2 separate regions of the Zea mays genome follow, and region 2 is linked to region 1. The links are chromatin contacts, called in public Hi-C maps. All regions are on one chromosome and are shown on one strand. Each heading gives the region's core, a stretch centred on a gene start, on an enhancer-like site or on the middle of the called end of the contact. The rest is flanking DNA. Distances are from core to core; before and after follow the strand shown.

Region 1 (5,873 bases), core at 2,288-4,787:
ATATAAACGAATAGAGTTTTATGGAAGTAGAGAAATCGGGTTGCTGATACAAAACCAATGATGCAATTATTTCCGGTTACCGTGATAGTACTCTGCTGTACATGCAAATATGAATTGCAGAAACTCAAAAGAGTTATTGACCAAAATGCTCCTGCTTCATCAATAGTCCAAATGTTGAAGTTCATAGTGTAACAGCATCTTGCTCTCATTCAGATTATTGATTTTGAATGTGTAAATCGTGCAGGTACATATACTTGTCAGACTTGATAAGATTCATGAGGCAAGAAGAGGCTGTTAAAGCAATGAATCTTTTTGAAGGAGCACAGGAGCACAACAGGGTCAGCAAGAGGTCTCTCAAGAACTGGGTGGTAATGATCTTATCACTGCACTTCATAGTATGGCCGCATGGGGTCATCACAATCTCTTCATGTGACTTTCTTAACATTGCCATATGGAATTTCTGTAGGTGAATGCATTTAGAGAGCGCAAAGCTCTTGCCCTTACACTCAATGATACAAAAACTGCAGTAAACAAGCTGAACCAGATGGTCAATGTCGTTGTGGGGATAATTGTGTTTGTTCTCTGGCTTCTTATTCTGGGAATAGCAACAACACATTTCTTTGTCTTCCTAAGTTCACAGCTTCTCCTGGCAGTTTTCGTATTTGGGAACACATTGAAGACAGTTTTTGAGGCAATTGTCTTCTTGTTCGTGATGCATCCCTTTGATGTTGGTGACCGTTGCGAAATTGAAGGTGTTCAGGTAGTTGAAATATCTTTGCTATCCGTCCACCAAATATTTCATTGCGCTAGTTATCTTATGTTTTCACTACCTTGATTTCAGGCGGTGGTTGAGGAAATGAATATCATGACGACGGTGTTTCTCCGATATGATAACCTGAAGATATATTATCCAAACAGTGTACTTGCAACAAAACCAATTATGAATTTTTACAGAAGTCCTGATATGGGAGAAGCAATTGACTTCTCTATTCATGTCTCAACTCCTGTCGAGAAACTGGCCCTGATGAAGGAACGAATACTGCGGTATGTTCTGTCTTCATCAATTTGTTTTGTTTTCATTTTTCAATCAGACTACCCAAGAGACTTGGATAGTAGAGAGGGCTAGCCCTGGCTCAGTTTAAAGAGGGCTTTTATATGAAAACATTTCAAGGTAAAAGTATTAATGTCAGTGTAAAGCCAACAAATAATTTTCAAGTGGAGTCCATGTATTTGACATAGTTTGCAGCTAGATCTTACAGTTCATCAAAGCATACATGATTTAATCTGTTTTGTTACACAGAAACTAATGATCAGTTCCACTTGTATTCCCAGCTACATTGACAACAAGAAGGAACATTGGTACCCGGGTGCGATGGTTGTACTCCGGGACGTCGATGACACCAACAAACTGAAAGTGTCAATATGGCTGCGGCACACGCTCAACTTCCAGGACATGGGTATGCGGTTCGTCAGGCGAGAGCTAGTGCTCCAGGAGATGATCAAAGTCCTGAAGGACCTCGAGATTGAGTATCGGATGCTGCCACTTGATGTGAATGTTCGGAATGCTCCTCCAATTCAGTCCACAAGGATGCCTACAACATGGAGTTATTCGTGAATCAGTGACAGGGCCGGACCATTTGGCCGTGACGTTGCAGATGCGGACTTGCTATGGATTTGGTGGTCTTAAGCTGCAAGAACTGGTGGTAGCACAAGCGGATTAAGCTGCAGGTGCTTGGTAGCAAATATTAGAGGTAGAGAATAGTAGCATATTAGCTAGCATGTAGAAAGCTGTTAGCTGTGCCTGCAGTCGTCACTTGTGCAACTTGTAATTACTGTATTCTCTTGCGTGATGATAATTTTCTGTACATTTGATGGGGAAATGATGGTTTGGAAAGAGAAGCAATTGAAGGAGATGACATGGTAATGTGTATGCAAATGTAACCTGCCTGATTCCCAGTTGCGGTCATGGCTGACCGCTGTGGAGATGCTCTCGGCCTGGCCAGGCGCCAAAGCAGAATGGATGGAATGTGCTTGATGGATGCGACATCGGCAACGAAGAATCATAATTCAGGAAATTAGGTTTGTCGAGGTGAACGGTGAACCCCCACATTTATTTATCATTCGTTTTAAGTTTCATCTAAGAGATTAACCTATCTATCTATCTATCCACCGTTGTGGTGAATTCATCCAAACTTAAACAGCAGAACGCCAAGAGTATTTGTATAAGCTTGAAGTGAGACCTTTTCCGTCCATCTAGTCCCATTTTGTTTTATTAACTTGCTGCAAACGCCAACCCAATTTCGAAGTTCTAAACATCTATTGCCGGGATAAAAATTCTCCATATGAATCTCCTCCCTAATTCGAGCTTCAGAACACCTAGATAAAAGAGGGATTAGACCTATGCCAGACAAAGCTCTCACCAAATTCCTGGACCATACACTATCTCATTAGTTCGAAGCCTCCAACTCCAATGTTCAGTAGCATCTGCCATCTCCCACTCTACGGACTATGGAGTTGCCGCTGCATCCTGTAGCTCAAACCCCCTCTCCACCGCGTAGTCCACGAAGCTGTACAAGGGCAGCACCCGATCGCCGTATTTTTCCGCGAACCTGTCAGCCGTTGTCTTGGCCTGAGCCTTGAGCTCCTCCACAATGCCAAGCGCGCGGTCCATCCCCAGGGAGCGCAGGACGCTAGCGTTGCTCCTCATCTTGCCGTTTCCCGATGCGCTCCGGATGTCGTCGACAAGCTCGTACAGGACGCCGATGGTGCGGCCGTAGCGTCGCAGCTCGGCCTCCTCGTCTGGCCCGGCCCCACCGAGCATGGCGCCACAGGCCGCGGAACATTCGGCCATCTCCCCGAACTTCTTCGTCAGGACCTGCATGACCTCGGCCTCGCCAAGGGCGGTAGCACCGGCCAGATCGAGGAACTGACCGGCCGCCATGCCGGTGGATCCGACAGCGCGCGCGAGCTCCGCGAGGACGCGCAGGAGGACGGCGTGGGGGACCGGGTCCGGGGACGGGGTGTGGGAGATGACGTGGGTGTAGGCCAGCGGGAAGAGAGCGTCGCCCGCGAGGACGGCCATGTCGGTGCCGTACGCCGCGTGCGTGGATGGGCGTCCGCGTCGCGTGGGTGCTGCGTCGAAGCAGGGCAGGTCGTCGTGCACGAGCACGAGCGACGCCGCGTGGAGCATCTCCAGCGCCGCGGCGGCCGGGAGTGCGGCCGCTCGCGGGGCGCCGAGGAGCTCGCACGCGGCGACGCAGAGCACGGGGGGCGCCCGCTTGGCGGCTCCCTCCTTGCCGGCGCCCGGGAGCACCGCGTAGCGCATGGCGTAGTGGATGCTTTCCGGAGGTTGCATGGGCATCGCCGCGTCGAGTTCGGACTCCACATCGGCGATCAGAGAGGTCCAGTAGCGGCGCAGGTCAAAGGAAGCAGAGGCGGCGGGAGCATCGGAGGATGCCCGGGAGGTGAGCATGCGGCGGGGTTTGGGGGAAGGGACATTGGGGATGGGGAGGGTGATGAAGAGGGAGGAGAGAGCCATGGCAGTGGAGAATTTGGGAGGATCGAAGGGTTTCGGATGTGGTTTGCTGAACTTGGGTGCGCGGTGACGGCCAAATGGGCTGGTACTAGCGGACTAGCCATAGTGGAGTGGGTCTGATACAACAAGTATGGCGCAACGCTACGTTGATAATGACTGTGCCACGCCCACGCATGGTGTCTAGTTTATGGTTTCACGGTAAATAGACACTATTAGCCTCCAGCACTCCACTATATGTTATAATATTTTTTAAATGCTGGTTTGTAAACTTCATTTTTCCAAGAGATTTCTATTTTTCTAAGAAAAAATAAACTAATTTCACTTGAAAAATAAAAATCTATTGGAAAAATAGGATTCTCAAACTGACCCTAAATCTCTACTAACTATTAAGGGCTTATTGTAGACTGCTCCCGCCTACCGGCCGCTAACCCCGCCGCGACCGCTCCGCACGCCCGCCGCGAACCCCGCCGCGAAGCGCCCGCATGCCCGCCGCGACCGCTCCGCACGCCCGCTGCGACCGCTCCGCCACGAACCGCACGACCACATCGGACAGATCCTTCTTCAGCGGGATCCACCATTTAGGCCTCTGATTCGGCGCGGATTCGCGGGGCGGAGCCACCGAGGTTGCGTGCGTGATTCAGATGGCGGAGCCGGGGCTCGAGGACAGCCAGCCGGTGGATCTGTCCAAGCACCCCTCCAGCATCGTCCCCACGCTCCAGTAAGTCCCGGATCTAGGTCGTCTGGGGTTGGGGGTTGCGGAGAGATCCCGTGCCGTACGTGCTAGGGTCGCGCGGCGGATGGCGGTGCTTGGGTTCCATAGAGGCTGGAGCTGCCAGGGCTTGGGGTCTCGACAGCGGGGTGCCTCTCTGTACTGTGAGTGGTGGTGTGGTTGGTTTGTATCGTGTTTTTTGTTCAGCTTCCCGAGCTCCCCGGTGCTGGGTGCATCGAAATGAGCTAATATTGACTTTACATAGTTGGGACTAAAACGTGAATTATTTAGTTGTCATCCTCTCTCGGATCTGACTTGTGAGAACGAGCCAGGGCCAAACTCAGATCTAACTGAAGTTTGTATTCTTGGCGTAGTAGTCACAGCAAGCATAATCTCTTCTTGACCATATTTACATTCCATGTTTTGACTCGGGAGCATAAACTGTGTAATGACTAATGTGATAAGCAGTCAGCCAGATTTTGATATCTCATCTCGTGTCAAGGGTTAAATGCATTGGTTGATGTGAGTTGACCATGAATCTCTACTAACTATTAAGAGCTTATTGTAGACTGCCCCCGCCTCCCTACCCCCGCCTGCCAGCCGCTAACCCCGCCGCGACCGTTCCGCACGCCCGCCGCGAACCCCGCCGCGAAGCGCCCGCATGTGTGCCGCGACCGCTCCGCACGCCCGCAACGCCCGCTGCGACCGCTCCGCCGCGAACCGCACGGCCACATCGGGTGAGTTTACACATGCCGCACCACAACAGATCCTTCTTCAGCGAGATCCACCATCGAGAATAAAGTTTTTAAATCTACATTCTATGAGTCTGTACCAGGTAAAGTTTTTTTGCCCTCGAGAATTCTAAATGTTTTTTGCATTCAACTTTTAAGTCTAAATTTTGAATATGCAATGCATGGGTTTTATTTTGGCCAGTATTTGTGATTGCTACCCTTTGCAGCTACGATTGCCAGCCAAGCTATGATATCTGCAACATTCTCTTGCATAAAGCGCTACTTCCCTAGAATTAAGATAATCCATACTTCCAAGAAAGTGATGGGCCAGATTTACATACATGTGATGAATTGGTTTCTAATGGTCATGTGCATCATCATCGTGGCAACTTTTAGGAGTACCAATGATATTGCTAATGCATACGGTGAGTAATTTGATCTTAAAGGAACATACAACTTAATCTATACATAGGCTTCTTCAAGTGGTTTTTGATATATTAACCCCTTAGGAACTGCTCATTACATTCACTATATTTCATTATAACCAGTTATGATTTTTTAGGGGTATAAGGAACCTGACTTAGTTGGATGGAATTGCGGCAAACTTGATGCTAGGGCCTGAACTTGCACTGCAGCTGGAGACTTGGATTTGTTCTGTCTGATAATTTTAGGCATGCAGAACTGCCTATGAGAACAAACCTATGGGTCTGTTGTTATCATTTTTCAAAAGCTACTTGAAAGGACTGGAAAGAGTCAGTTCTCATTGCCATATTAACACTGTACCAAACACTACAAACAGTTGACTAAACTTTAATCTTCTTATGGTATCAAATGAATTAGTTTCATTTTTTTGAATGCTGGATAAGATGCTTGAAGCTTGACAAAGCCTTGGCACCAA
Region 2 (5,873 bases), core at 1,379-3,878, 180 kb after region 1:
TATCTTCCTGGCCTGGCTTTTTGTGGATGTGGATACATTCTAACTCTACTATTAATCTACTGCTCCCTTTAATTTGTTCCAACATATAAATCGTTCATGCTCTTATAGACACATGACTATTACTATGCATACAAAAAGTTATGTGTCTAAAACAGTCTGAAGAACTTATAACCGAAACGAAGTGTGTAGTAATTGTTTTTAGAAAAGTCACTTGTCACTCTAATACTACCTCTTCAAATAAAGTAGAAAATTATACAATGTTTCTTTCAAGCTACTCTATTCACTCGTTTGCATGGTTCATATAGTCATACTGGCTCATTACTTGTGTTTTCAGGCTATACATTTACAAGTGTCCTAATATTTATGGGCCTATTTGATATGTTACCGTAGAAAACAGTTTTAGCACCAAAATTTAGAGCCAGAACTGAGCTACTTTATAAAGACGAGGAGCCAAAATTTATGGCTTCTTCGGAGGATATAGATCGAGGATTGTTTCTAGCCTTGCAAAGAGACCCTATTGATGTCCAACCAATGTGAATGCATACGATATAATGATAAACCTATTTTGATGTGCTCATGTTTACTTGTTCTATGCATTATTGATTTTACATGAATACGAGGAAATGAACAACTGGGTTAGAGGCTTGCCATTCCTACTAGGCGCTCGTGTGCTTTAAACTAAATTAACATCGACTCGAACATATACTTGATAGATCTTTTTCATTCTAAAAAATGTTTGTATTCTGTCAAATGAGTGAAAACTTTAGAGATTTTGGGTTTTGATTGATACTTTTTTCTCGTCTCGTCATGTGTTTGTATTCTAAGCTTTTTTTTTTGACGCAATGACAGTAGCTCTGCCTTCCAATTAAGGAAAAAAAATAGAGTGTACAAGGTTGAGAGCCTAGCCAAGCTCTCAAGTCACCCTTACAGACAAGGAGGAAGCCCCCTAGGGAGATCCCTAACTCATTCTTACAGAAGCGGTTTCACCCCTATAGAGAGAGAAGATCCTTATTAACACTCCCCACATTAATTGTTCATATGACGTTGAATCGTCGATATTCTATGTATAGACTGAAGGATTAGCATGATGTTTTCATGCATTGGCTATATTATTGAAGGTTGGAGTATCTAGTGTATGCTAACAATCTCCAGTTCAGTATGTGTCTGAAAGCCATGTCCATATGTTCACTATCTGGATTATTAGTTTATGGACTCAAGAAGTAAAAGGTTGCCCCCCCTATATTTTCATTGTTGTTTTCCAGTACCTGTAGCTGACTACAGTATGCTCTGCTGATGTTGTGTTCCCTGTGCCGTGTAGAACACACCACAATTACATAGATTCTGTTATATATTAGGGTTTGTACAACAACAACATAAATGTTTTGATCAAGACTTTGTGTCCATCAATCTGCCTGACTAACATCGTAATGGGAGTAGTTAGTTTGTTCAGCTTAAACGTACTTTGGATAATAATATGACGAACAAATTGTAATGAATTTCTGGACTGCTTGCTGTGGAAAAAGATTAAGGTTGCAGCACAGATTAGCAATAGCAAGAATCCAAAAAGCAATAAAGATCAGGCTAAAAGCGTCTAGGATCTCTAGGCATCTACCTAACACTTTTTAATTACTCAGGTCATGCTTGTTTCAGTTCAGTCTTTTTTTCTCTGAAATGCAAAGTGGTGCATGGAGATGTGCTGGTCTACAGGTCTACTAGCGTGGGGTGCTACTATATATCTTTTTGTATGTTCTTTCGTGTCAAGCATGCATAGAGTAGTGTGATGATCAGGGCGCCATGGGAACCAAATCATTATGGGCATGGCCAAGATTGAACGGATGCAGAACTAATTATGAAAGACTGACACCTTTCGGTCTTTGGTGTATACAGTACTATACAATTATGCTCCTCCCAACCTCCGTACAGCTTCTCCCCCTCATTGCCATATATATTCCATTTGAATTATGTTTAGCGTTTTTATATTTATAACATGTTTTTTTTTATTTAATCTTGGTTGTTGGTTCTACATTTATAATGATTCACATTTTGTATTTTATACTTTATATTTAAACATATATGTAAAATATAGCAACTTACTAATCTTTGTTTGACTTTAATACATATGGTCTTTTGCTCAGTGTTTTGTCTAAATAGATTGTAGCTGCAAGAGTCGCAGTACGAACAGGAAAACTGACTTTAATATGAAGTAAGCAGCCCCGGTACTCCGCTAGTAGGAGCAGGCGCACCAGTCGCCCCACCCTGCGATCAATCACGCATAGAGAAATGCTGAGAATTTGGGGAGCAAAAGATTTGGGCGCCGTAGCTATCAAGGTGTTCAAAACTGCAGGCTGTCTCTGAAAAGGCAAAGGCAGCAGCAGCCTTCGTCAACAAGCGGGCCGGCCATGGATCGAACCTGGCCCTGCCGCGCGCAGAAATGGCTTGCGCGACCGCACAAAGACGGCGACAAGGGTCAGCTCATATCACACCAAAAGATCTCCCCGATGATGGCCGAGGGATCTCGTGCCCGATCGAATGAGGTAGTAGCCGGCTGGAGCACGAGACAGTGGAGCGTACTGTATAGCGCGACACCCGACCCAGCGGGGGCGGCGCCGGCCGTGATGAGCCCGTGATCGATGATGCCATCCGGGAGGTGCGGCGGAGGCGGAGCCCAGCACCCGCAGACCACACCGCTGCATGCGTCATTATGCCATTTGCTGCTCCCCTCGTCTGCTGCTACTGCAGCTCAGCAGCTCTGATAGTACAGTGCAGTGAACTACAGTTGCATTGGCCTTGCGCCTTTGCTGTTGAAATTCCGGGATGTCTGCTGCGCACCACTACTATACTGCTGCAAGATTGGAGCTTTTCTCGGTGGAAAAGCTGATAGGCATGTGTGGACTTTTGGGAACCGGGACGTTCTTGGCGAATCGATCTTGACATGTAATCGCATCAGACCGGCACGTTTCGTCTAGTCTCGCTGAAAAAGCTGTTCGGATGCCCAGTGGATTAGGGCGCACCAAAAGGGATCAAATAAGGAGTGCTTGTTTTATAGAAACTAATTTTTAGTCACTCATCATATTTTATTTTAGTCTATAAATTGACAAATAAGGAAATAAAACTTTGTTTTAGTTTTAGTATTGAATAATTTATGGATTAAAATGAAATAAAATTGAGTGACTAAAAATTAGTATCTAGAAACTAAACACAAGTCTAGACGAAGGCCATTGACTAAATTTTAGCTAACTATGGAAATGGGCTAGAGGGACTGATTTTCTAGTGACCATGACGGAGACAATATAAGTTGGTACTCCCTCTAGCAACATGATTTAATCGTTTTGAATTTGTTCTAGGTCAAACTATTTTAACTTTAACCAACAATATATATATTTAATATTAAATTATTTTAAACTAAAAGAATTATATATTATGTTAGTTCAAGTCATCTTAAACTTTATAAAACATCCAATATAATCTATTATAGGTTGATAGTGATTGACTTAGGACAAATCAAATTGACTAAATCATGTGGACTAAAGAAGTAGGGGTTTATTTTTTCACTCTTCTTATTCTCCTTCCCTTCTCATCTTCCCTTCACATCTTTCTCCAAAAGAATATGAGGCTCATTTTTCTCTCTTCTTCCTCCTTCCTTCCCCTCTATCCTCTATCTCTTTCTCTAATGGAGTTGCATGTATATAGGGGATGGAGTTGCATTGCATGGATGTAGGAAGTGTTGAAGCCTCCAACCCCCTTCAGATCTGCCTCTGACTATATTTAGGTGTTCTAGATCTACACATGCAAGCTAAACTCAACTAAAGAAATTTAGTTGAAAGCCCCCTACCGCTCCCATCGTTAGGACGCTCCAAATCATGAGCCATCAGGTGGCGCTCCCCTCGCTAGTGAGGGCATGTAAAATCCATGTAATATAGAGTTATTAGAAGGCTAAATAAAAAAGTACGTGAGGCGTCTCTCTTTGTGGAGATTCGATCTCTCTATACATATTGTCTCTTAAACTACATTTAGATCGATTGGCTTAGGATTGTGTCATATGAAGTCTTAGCCGTTTGTTTTACATAGAAAACCAATTTAGAGGCTCAGGATTGTACTCCTTCCGATGCAGTAAAGGTAGTCATTTAGGACATGATTGTGCATACCAAGGAGTGATTAATTATCATGGAGTTTTCCCTGTCTGCCTTTATTAAATAGGGATATGGGTGCATTGATATCACCAAAACAATCAGGCTCGATTTGTTGCTGTAGCACCTCCCGAGGCATTCTAGACTGGAGGTCTCAAGCTCGATTCCTCTTGAGCGCATCTTTTTTTGCTCGATTGGTTGCTGCAACGGGACGAAGAAAACGAAGCGCATCGAGCGATGCAATTACTCAGGGGCAGCGACGTCCAAATCCCAGACCCACGCGCGCTACGACTTCTTTTGTGCACGCTCGGTCACGCGCAGGATAAAACTGATTAAGAGGCTCAGGATTATGCATGCCCTGAAGGCGTCAGACACGAGGGAGAAGGTAATCGAGAGGTGAAAGAGAGGGTATGATAGATAAACAATTCTTCAGCTTATGGATCTAAATATTCCTAGCTAAAATTTAATTGGTTATCCTTTAGCTAGCTAAAAAATTCTAAAATTAGCCATTTAAATATTAGTTATGTGGATCTAAATAGTCTGTAATCAAGTAGCACCAGCGGATGAGTACAAACTATTATACATAGTATGTACTCCATATAGATGGCAGGATATAATTCTATCTTTGGTAGCTTCATCCCCTTGATTCTAGGAGCTACACCTCCCTTATCTCCCTGATTTGATCAGGATTGTAACTACCATGTAACACCATATGTACTCAAGAGTATACATGTCCTTAGGCCGAGAGCAAAATGGTCATCGCGCCAAACCCATTAACATTAGCTTAGGAGGTGTTTGGTTTTAGAGATTAATTATTATTTAATCTATTCTATTTTATTTTAGTCCTTTAATTACCAAATACGGAAACTAAAATAGAGTTTTAGTTTTCGTGTTTAGAAATTCAGGGATTAAAATAGAAAAAAATATCTGGAGTAAAAATTAGTATTATAAACCAAACACTCCTTTAGTCTCATACATTTTCAACAAAATCTCTCTCACTTTCCCACAACACTCACGGCTCCGCAGTTTCACAGGTCACATAGCTAGCGATTTCTTTGCCCTCGTTGTGTGTGCCCTTATCCATGTCCCTTTGTTGACTCTAACGGTAGGTGTCAATAAGGAACTCTTCATCGGGGTTTGAACTAGTGCTGAGAATTATATCGGTCTCGTGCTTCGTGCTAAACGAGTTTAGTCTAAAAAGCTCAAAAAACTTTTGAGCCATGTCGTGCCAACTAGAAGTGTAAAAACTTTTGAGGTCGTGTCGTGCTTCGTGCCAAACTGAGTACTAGTTGTTAAACATAGTATATACTAAATTAATTAAACAACACGGGCTTCATTGGGCCATGCCGGCCCAATCCCGACCCATATGTGCGGGTCGTGTCGGGGGTCCAACAGGCCAGAATTTGAGGCCTGACGCCTTTGGACCGTGCTAGCCTGGTCCATATTATTTTGTGTCGACATCGTGCTTTGGGCTCATCTTTTTGGGTCGTGCTCATGCTAGCCCAAAAAGCCTGACACATATTCCCAGCACTAGTTTGAACACTTCATCCTCGTTCTCACGAAGTTATACTCATCTCATACCTATCTATACTTACTCTATTAAGAACCTAATGTGGGCACCTAGTACTACCACGGCTTCACCCTCCACGCTGGGCCCACCTCACGCACCCCGCTATGTGGGCCCCATGTCAGCGCCCGCGCGTCTCTAAGCTAGAGCCAACCCCGCACGCTCAGCTACCACCAGAC

What was found. A called contact is a pair of places that touch in the nucleus more often than the background predicts.
Region 2: a contact with region 1 is called in a Hi-C map of tassel, with 2.8 times the contacts expected there. The contact joins the enhancer-like site here to the promoter of LOC100502542 in region 1. A contact is called at or near these places in 2 of 25 Hi-C or Micro-C datasets (ear and tassel).

What each region holds. Positions count from the first base shown.
Region 1 is chr5:198,021,446-198,027,318 of Zm-B73-REFERENCE-NAM-5.0, forward strand. LOC100502542 (putative geranylgeranyl pyrophosphate synthase 4) reads right to left here and starts at 3,538. Exons shown (of 1, transcript NM_001197013.1): 1 at 2,507-3,538. The coding sequence starts at 3,538. The coding sequence ends at 2,507. It overlaps LOC100304377 (Mechanosensitive ion channel protein 6), which reads left to right. Exons shown (of 5, transcript NM_001165815.1): 2 at 245-368; 3 at 467-760; 4 at 842-1,044; 5 at 1,333-1,910. The coding sequence ends at 1,615.
Region 2 is chr5:198,205,128-198,211,000 of Zm-B73-REFERENCE-NAM-5.0, forward strand. No RefSeq gene overlaps it. Among protein-coding and RNA genes, the nearest start is that of MIR394a, 5.1 kb to the left of the region's middle. Within about 2 kb of position 2,629, at least 11 of the 20 cell types and tissues checked have an H3K27ac peak or open chromatin away from gene starts, as enhancers often do. A contact at or near this core is called in ear and tassel, where this site is marked.